Linked DNA regions of Zea mays: all the other regions are linked to region 1. Evidence: chromatin contacts called from public Hi-C data. All regions are on one chromosome and are shown on one strand. Each heading gives the region's core, a stretch centred on a gene start, on an enhancer-like site or on the middle of the called end of the contact. The rest is flanking DNA. Distances are from core to core; before and after follow the strand shown.

Evidence for each region. A called contact is a pair of places that touch in the nucleus more often than the background predicts.
Region 2: a Hi-C map of tassel shows a contact between it and region 1, with 5 times the contacts expected there. The contact joins the promoter of LOC100216716 here to the promoter of LOC103652960 in region 1. A contact is called at or near these places in 4 of 25 Hi-C or Micro-C datasets (bundle sheath, ear, leaf and 1 more).
Region 3: a contact with region 1 is called in a Hi-C map of endosperm, with 2.4 times the contacts expected there. The contact joins the promoter of LOC100382707 here to the promoter of LOC103652960 in region 1. A contact is called at or near these places in 7 of 25 Hi-C or Micro-C datasets (ear, endosperm, leaf and 2 more).

Annotation. Positions count from the first base shown.
Region 1 is chr4:25,333,703-25,336,722 of Zm-B73-REFERENCE-NAM-5.0, reverse strand. It overlaps LOC103652960 (transcription factor SCREAM2), which reads right to left and starts at 1,380. Exons shown (of 4, transcript XM_008679944.4): 1 at 192-1,380. The coding sequence starts at 1,259.
Region 2 is chr4:25,081,718-25,084,737 of Zm-B73-REFERENCE-NAM-5.0, reverse strand. It overlaps LOC100216716, which reads left to right and starts at 1,611. Exons shown (of 1, transcript NM_001143121.1): 1 at 1,611-3,020. The coding sequence starts at 1,627. It overlaps LOC103652958 (receptor kinase-like protein Xa21), which reads left to right. Exons shown (of 3, transcript XM_008679942.3): 2 at 1-599; 3 at 683-1,283. The coding sequence ends at 1,074.
Region 3 is chr4:25,520,646-25,523,665 of Zm-B73-REFERENCE-NAM-5.0, reverse strand. LOC100382707 reads right to left here and starts at 1,576. Exons shown (of 9, transcript NM_001175430.1): 1 at 1,272-1,576; 2 at 1,025-1,074. The coding sequence starts at 1,439.

The DNA of each region.
Region 1 (3,020 bases), core at 131-2,630:
GTTTACTGCACCATGAAGCACACTAGCTTCACATAATTAATTCCATGAAACATATACCGATAACCAATATAAGCATATACATAGTAATGCTAGTTGCTAATTGCTACCGAAAACGCGGAGAATTCATCTAAATTACGAGCTACAATTCGTAGTAACTGATTAACACATAGATGCAAAGGTACAATTCTTACCTTGCTGATCTTGGGCACGACGGACCGGAGCATGTAGAGCCGGTCATTAAGCTTCTTCCGGCGACGGCGCTCTGCCATGAGGTTCTTGGCCGGCAACCCCTTCCTCTTACCCTTCCCGTCGCCCGTGGCGCCGCCAGTCACCGTGCTGTTGGCGTTGGAGTCCTTGCCGTCCTTCTTCCCACTGTCCTCAACGCCCCTGGCGTCCTCCGAGTCGTAGTTGAGCCCGGACGCGTCGATGCTCCCGCCGTCGTCGTCGTCGGCGTCGTCCAGCACCGTGTCACCGCCGCCGCCCGAGGAAGCCCCCGCGGCCGCGGCGACGGCCTCCACCTTGCGCTTCTTGTCGTCGTCCTCCTCGCCGGCGTTGCGGCGGAGCGCGCGCTTCTGGAACAGCGTCGGCTGCGCGCCCACGGGCGGGAAGATCTCCAGCGGGCGGAGCACGGCGGCCTTCCCGCGCCCAGAGAAGGGCGCCGTCAGTGACACCGAGGCAGGAGGAGGGGGCGCCGCGGAGGAGGAGCCGGCGCCGCTGTTGAACATGTCGAACCCGCCGAGCCCGCCAAAGTCCGGCATTTGCGCCGGCGCTGTACCGAAGCCGCCGAACGAGCCGAGGAAGCCGCCGGCGTTCCCTGCCGGTACCAGGGAAAAGGACGCGGAATTCGACGCATTCCCCGCGCCGGCAAACGGGACCAGGTCGCCACCGCCTCCGCCGCCGAGGCCGAGGTCGAACCCATGGACGTCGAACGTCGCGGCGCCGCCGACGTTGAAGAGCGAGAACATCTGCGACCCGGCGTCGGGCGCTGGGCCCGGCGGTGCCAGGAGCAGCTGCCCCTGAGCGCCGGCGGCGGCGGCCGCAGCCACGGGGTCGAAGTACCAGTCGTCGTCGAGCACCGCTGGCGAGCTGAAAATACCGCCGGCCCCCATGGCGGCGGCGGAGGCCAGGGCCAGGAGGTTCTGTTCATCGTGCCCCTGCCCCGGCCCCAACCCCATGGGCGTCGGCGGCGGCGCGTGGTGCTGCTGCTGGTCGTCGACGTCCTCCGGTACCCAGAGCGGGTTGCCGAACGGCGGGAGCATGACAGCGCCGCGCGAGGCGTCGTCCTGGTTTTGTTGGGGTAGCAGAGGTGCAGAGGACAGCGGGCGGACCAGCGGAGTGGTCTGAGTTCTCTCTGGCAGAGCAGTGCGCCAGGGCCTGTATATGTATGGAGCCGAAGTACTGTGTACTGGCACTGGGGGAGACTGGACAAGCATGAAATGGCAAAACTGCCCTTGAGGCTGGCAGCTAGAACTAGAAATGGCAATGGGTAAGCACGAATCGATACTCGATGGATATTTACTCCATTAGAATATATATACGGACTAAATATTTTACTCATGTGTTCCTTATTGAGAAAAACATTCAACCAATGAGTAAACTAGTATTAGAACATTCCACACTCACCCATTCTCGTTAACTCATGGGTATAAATACCCAGTATAAAAGCGTGAACTTGGCTTTGATCGTCCATCTATTTTGACTATTTAACAATTTTTTTGGTGATAATGTCATAGAAGGCTTAATAACTATTCGATGACATACATGGAACATGTAAGGCCCTGTTTGGGAACAAAGTTTTTGAAAACCACAGTTTTTGAAATACTACAATATACTTTAGTCATGACAATACCGCAGTTTACAATACCACAATTTTAGAAACTGAGGTCCAGACCTAAGTTTAGAATACCTTAAAACAACTATAGTATTCGCAATACTTCATTTTTGAAAACAGAGATTTTAGCGAGCTTGCCAAACACCATTCTGTATATAATACTGCAGTATTTGAGAATACTGCAGTATTCTTCCAAAACTGTGAAAAACTTCACTCCCAAACACCCCCTAATATGTTATCTGGTACTACTATCCTAGTGTTGCTACTCTATCCAATTATCCATGGTTTTGTTGAATGAATGATTGAATGATGCTCGAAATTTTATAATGATATTTAAAGTGATATACTTGACGTTTGTATAATGTATTATTCTGATAGATGTTTAATCTTTGTAGGTACGAATGATCCGACGGGTGACCTATACCCATATGGGTACGAGTATGGAGTAAATCTATACCCACCAGGGATATGAGTGAGCTGATAAAGTTATTTTTTTTGTCATAGGAAATAGTAATATTCGTTGGATATTTAACTATTGGCATCTTTAACCGGAGGAGCAAGTGCTCTATTCTTTTAGGGCGTCTTTGCTTCGCGGCTTCGAGAACAAGTAAACATACCCCTAGCCCCCTACTCTAGACAAAGTTGGTGGGCACTAGGATAGAAATTAATAACGCCAGCTTGTATAGACGTCATACTGATAAAGTAATATTAAAGTTGTGATAAATAATACAGAGAAAACATAAACAGATTTTATTAAAAATATAATATTTCAAAAAATCGCTTAGCTATGTATCTATATCTTTAGACGTAAAGTATCAGTTACTTGTTTAACAAAAGCACGGAGACAAATAAGCGATATTGCTAAAATACACTAAAAATGTCTTATCGATCTATACATAGTAGTAGGTTGTTAATTGAGGAAAATACCTCAAGTCGAACACATAATGTTGTACTTGTACGATTTGTTGCAAGGCTGGATATCAACGTATCATGTGCGTGGAATAAACGCTTAGCTGTGTATCTATATCTTTAGATGTAACGTATCGATTACTTGTTTAGCAAAAGCATGGAGACAAATTAAATAAGCGACATCGATAAAATAGTCCAAAATATCTTGTCAGACGATCTACACATCGTAGGTTGTTAATTGATGTAGGAAAATATGCCATGTTGATCACATAATGTTGTT
Region 2 (3,020 bases), core at 362-2,861, 250 kb after region 1:
GCTGTTCCGAGGAACTAATGGCTTTTCTGATGGCAATTTGATTGGGAGAGGAAGATACGGGTCCGTATATAAGGGCACACTGTCGCTGACAAACGTAGAAACTCAAGTAGCTGTTAAGGTTTTTGATCTGCAGCAGTCAGGTTCCTCCAAAAGCTTTGTGGTCGAGTGTGAAGCTCTTAGGAAGATCCGCCACCGCAACTTGATCAGCGTCATAACCTGCTGCTCTAGCACTGACTCGGAGCAGAATAATTTCAAAGCCATCGTGTTCGAGTTCATGCCGAACCAGAGCCTTGACAAGTGGCTACATGACCTTGATCCTGATTCAGATGCGTCCGGACGTGTACCAGGCCTGACGCTACTGCAGAGATTGAACATTGCTGTCAATGTCGCCGACGCTATGGACTATTTGCATAACAACTGCGAGCCCCCAATAGTCCACTGCGACCTGAAGCCGGGCAACGTTCTTCTTAACGCGGACTTTGTTGCCTGTGTTGGAGACTTCGGCATTGCAAAGATTCTTTCAGATTCAGATGGTGATCCTGTGACCAATTCGAGTACCTTCACCGGAATAAGAGGAACAGTTGGATATGTGCCTCCAGGTAACTGAAAATATGTAGCTGTATCCTTCTCTTACTGGTTGAGCATATTGACATTTTTTCTTCTTCTTGTTCTTGCACTTCAGAATACGGGGAGTGCCGCCAGGTCTCCTCGTGCGGAGATGTCTTCAGCTTTGGAGTCACGCTCCTTGAGATGTTCACAGGGAAGGCCCCCACCGACGCCATGTTTGAGGACGGATTGACCTTACAGGGCTTCGTGGAGATAGCGTTTCCAGAGAAGCTGATGGACATCGTTGATCCAGTACTGCTGTCCACTGATGAGAGGTTCGCAAGAAAGCCGCGACACAGAAGCGTTGGAGGGGAAGAGATTGAGAACGCCATAGCTTCTGTCACTAAGCTCGCGCTGTCCTGCACCAAGCTAACACCATCAGAGAGAAAGCCCATGGGTGATGCCGCAGCCGAGATGCGCAAGATAAGGGACTGCTATCTCGCAGACCTAACAAGGGCAAACAATTAAGTGATCATATATGTAACTGATAGGGGACAAGTTTTGCACTCTATTTATGTATTTTAGACATACAGTATGCTGCTGAACTGGCTTGGTGCCCTGCCCCCAGCATTGCCGAGACTATTTTGTTTTCATTAGAACTTTGGTTTCATTGCAGCTATGTATTTGTGTCTTTATTGAAATGAAGAAAATGCATGGAACTGCGGTCTGGAGGCGTATACTTCCCGTTTCCTGTCTTTTTGTGTCCTCCAACAGGCAATGAGTGGTGGACAACATCCAGCTGAAATGACTGGTTCCGACCACGCTGAGTGTCACCGTCGCAGTGATTTCATTTGCATGTCCTCCAACACTCGCCGTACGTTACGCTTACACATTTATCATCCTTGATTCATGTCCACGTCATACATGGCTCACTAGAATATACCAACGCCTGTACAGACTGTACCGTATGTGCTCTATAGAATAGAACTGTGAGAAAGCCACGTCAGTTCTAGTGCCATGGCTGCAGCAGCGCCGCACTTCGTGCTCGTGCCGATGCTGGCGCAGGGCCACTTGCTCCCCATGCTGGACCTGGCGCGCCTCATCGCCAGCCACGGCGCTCGTGCCACGGTGGTGCTGACGCCCATCAACGCCGCGCGCAACAGGGCCTTCCTGGAGCAGGCCGCGCGGGCGGGGCTCACCATCAACTTCGCCGAGCTCGCGTTCCCGGGGCCAGCGCTCGGCCTCGCCGCGGGCTGCGAGAGGGTCGACATGCTGGACGACATCTCCCTCATCATCCCGTTCTACGATGCCGTGTGGCTGCTCGCCGAGCCGCTCGAGGCGTACCTCCGCTCGCTGCCCCGGCTGCCGGACTGCCTCGTCTCCGACTCGTGCATGCCGTGGACTGCCAGCGTCACGCGGCGGCACGGCATCCTTCGGTTCGTGGTCCATTTCCCGTCCGCGTTCTACATCCTCGCCGCGCACATCCTCGAAAAGCGCGGCCTCTACGACCGCGCCGACGACGACGACGACTTCGAACCGTTCGAGGTGCCGGAGTTCCCCGTACGCGCCGTGGTGAGCAGGGCGACGGCGCAAGGGCTCTTCCAGTGGCCTGCAGGCATGGAGAGGTTCCGGCGTGACACGCTCGATGCCGAGGCCACCGCCGACGGGATACTGTTCAACACGTGCGCCGCCCTGGAGGGCGCGTTCGTGGAGCGCCTCGCTTCGGAGCTCGGCAAGAAGATTTGGGTGGTCGGGCCGCTGTGCCTCCTCAGTTCCGACTCCGACGCCGGCGCGATGGCCGGGAGAGGCAACCGCGCGGCGGTGGACGCCGACCGAATCGTGTCCTGGCTTGACGCGCGGCCGGCGGCGTCCGTGCTCTACATCAGCTTCGGTAGCATCGCCCGTCTGTTCCCGGCTCAGGTCGCCGAGCTCGCCGCCGGACTGGAGGCGTCGCGCCGGCCGTTCATCTGGTCGGCCAAGGAGACGGCGCCCGCCCTCGACGCGGAGTTCGAGGAGCGCGTGAAGGACCGGGGCCTCGTCGTCCGTGGGTGGGCGCCGCAGATGACCATCCTGTCGCACCCTGCCGCGGGCGGCTTCCTGACGCACTGCGGCTGGAACTCCATCCTGGAGAGCCTCTGCTACGGCGTGCCGCTCATGACCTGGCCGCAGTTCGTCGACCAGTTCCTGAACGAGGCGTTGATCGTGGACGTGCTCGGCACCGGCGTCCGCTCCGGCGCCAAGGTGCCGGCGACGCACGTGACGGTCGTTAAGCCAGGGGAGGTGCTGGAGGTGCAGGTCTGGAGGGACGGCGTCGACAGGGCGGTCACCGACCTCATGGACGAGGGCCCCGCGGGCGCGGCGAGGCGGGCGAGGGCCAAGGAGCTCGGGCAACAGATGAGGGCCGCAATGGCGAAGGGTGGGTCGTCGGACACCGATGTGAGGGACTTGGTTCGCCACGTCGTTGAGGTCGCGCG
Region 3 (3,020 bases), core at 327-2,826, 190 kb before region 1:
AAACAACACACTAAACATGTCGAGATCGACCTCCACTTCGTCCGGGAACGCGTGGCTGCTTGCGCGCTTCGTGTGCTCCATGTCCCGACAACCTCGCAGTTCGCCGATATCTTCACAAAGGGGCTTCCTTCTACGGTGTTTCTAGAGTTTCGGTCCAGTATGAACGTTCGGTCTCCCGACGTTCCTACTGCGGCAGGGTGTTAGCAAATCTACTGGCAGCCATCAGCTCCTTGATTGCTTCTGCTCGTATGGCAGGTTAGCACCGCGTATAGTATGAGCTGATTGCCTGGGCGCTCACATGGTAGGCTAGCGCATGCATCGCTGATTACCTCAGCTCGCATGGTAGTCTAGCGCATGCAGGCTCGCCGGCCATCTGTTTCCTTAAGCCGGCTGAGCCTAGCCTATTTATATGTAATCATATTCACGATTCAATGAAGCAGTGCTTACCCCAAAATCCTCTTTCATTCTGTGTGATGCTTTAATTAAAAAAATCAGTTGACACAGACACCAGCTAGAAAGTACAGAAGTAAATCATTTAGAAAGAATGGCTGACCTCAACTGAATACTATATCAATTGATACTACAAGATGATCCCAGAACACGTTTATATTCAAAGGCCAACAAAGAAGAGACCAAATCAAAAAACAGTTTGCAGTGTTCATGCCAAGTGTGATAAGTACTGCATTTTCAAATCATTTTAGAGGTATCTAGCAACTTGTAAAAACACACTCATGACCACCAAAGCCAAATTATCACAAACCATGGTCAGCAACTTTTATGCTTATCGACAATGTGAATTGCAGTGATCAACTCAGAAAGTTTGCACGGAATATTCGGCTGATGTGCTTGTGCTGTTGTGCATATACCTCCCTCCCAAAACAAGCCTACGATTAGTTCATAAATGCCACCAGACTACCAGACCCACGACCACGACATTAAGCCTAATCAAATGGACAGTAGAAACACTAGTATCGGAAGAAAAAAAGAAGAAGAATGCCGTGCTCTGTTAGAATAAAATTCTAACCTCAAATTGAAGAAGTTGTCAGGATCCTTCCTCGCCTGCTCCCTCGAGAACTGTACATCAGTAAACGCATCAAGTAACAAACATTTATTTCCTCTACGTTCAAAAAAAGACGCCGCCGCTTCGGGATTTTTCTCCTCGCAGCAAAAAAAAAGGGGAGGGGAGGGGGATTTTCTGACGAATTCTCAGTGCGGTCGCATCGGAATGCCCCGGGAACCAAACGCAGCTCCAGGGAGGCAGCAGGGGTCACCTTTTCTCCGGAGAGCGCGTCGGCGACGGCTCGCGCGTGGTCCCATCGGGTAGTGGAGCGGCGCAGGCGGCGGAGCAGCAGGACGCCGCCGACAACCACGAGCGCCTTCAGCACCGCGCCCCGCACCGCCCCTCCTCCGCCTCCTGTGTCCTCCTCGCCGGAGCCCATCGCTGGGGGTCCTTCCACGGCGGCCTCGCGAGGGCCCGGCCGAGACTGTGTGGGGATTGACTGGGGAGGAGGGAGAGGAGCCGGGGAGGAAATTCGCGGTTTGTGGAGGGTGTCAGCGGTAAATTGGGGAAATGGCGATGTATTTTCTGTGGATCGCGGAAGCTGTGGGCAACCCAAACTAATGGCGGAGGAAATCCCAAATTCCGTTAGGTGCCCTTCTCAGTTTGGCCTTTTGGCGCATGTCGGTATTCCTGCCCATTGCGATTTGATGCAAAATATTTTTAGAGTTTTAGAAAAAATAAAACTCCCTCTGTTTTAAAATTTATATATATATATATATATATATATATATATATATATATTTAAATAAATGAATATGAACCTAAACACATATATAAAACACATACACAATATTGTATGGACTTATTAATTAACTAAAACGAATTTTAATTTAGGACGGATGGAGCATGGTTTTAAGAAATACTTTAGTCTTTAGAGTTATATGAGGTGGTTAGATGCAAACAATTTTATAATGTTGAATACCATGATATTGGTAAATATATAGCCTTTTTGAGTTTTACTAAAAACTCTACTCTAAACCTTTTTTAACCATTGTTTTGCAAATGGATGAGTTTTCGAACTGTAGTTTATTGATACCACAGCTTCTTATGCTATTGCTATAACATCGAAATAAGGTCTGGTTTGTTTTTTTATGAAAATTTTAGGTCATGCTTGTTTAGACATAAATTTTTAACTAGCTATCTGTCTCCAAAAGAATATAGAGAACCTACACCTCTACCCCTCCAAATAATATATCAACCCACTTTACTATTGAAATAGTTTTTGAAAGATAGACAAAAAATATACTTCTCTTTTCATAGACCATCAACTTATTTATATACACCCAATCAGAGATGGCAACGACTATATACCCGTTGGATAGTAGCATTTCATACTCATACACATCACCAAAAAAAACATATCCATCGTGTTACCCATATACGCTCGCGGGTATAAAATCTTACCCATACTCGTACCCGCGTGGGTAATTTTACGTGTCGGGTAACCCATACTCTCTAAGAAGATCTCAAATTATAATATTCCGATCACACAAAATGTCAAATAAATACACAAAAACAAGTTTAACTTGAAATATAACAAACCATGTGGTTACATAACTTGATAGTTAAAAAAGCAATAGCTATAGATGGGTTTTATTTTAGCTAAGATGGATTTTATTAGATAATAATAGGGTATGATATGGGTAAATTTTACCCGCAGGTATGAGGGTAGAGGTTGTTGTCCATTAACGTACCCACGGGTATATAAATCATCTCATATCCACCTACATATCAGTGTTAGGTATTCGAGTTTCGGTACTCATTGCCGTCTTTACACCCAATAATTCGATGGGAACGTATTGTAGAGCCTCCTTGCTTGTATGAGTATTTTAAATCTAATGCTTTTGCGAGCAATCCAACGGTAATCACTAATTTTTCTCTTACCCTCTTCCACCTTAGTTTCGATGCAATTTTCCATCTACTTCCTCGTACCATAACGTTGGATTGCTCACGAACGCAG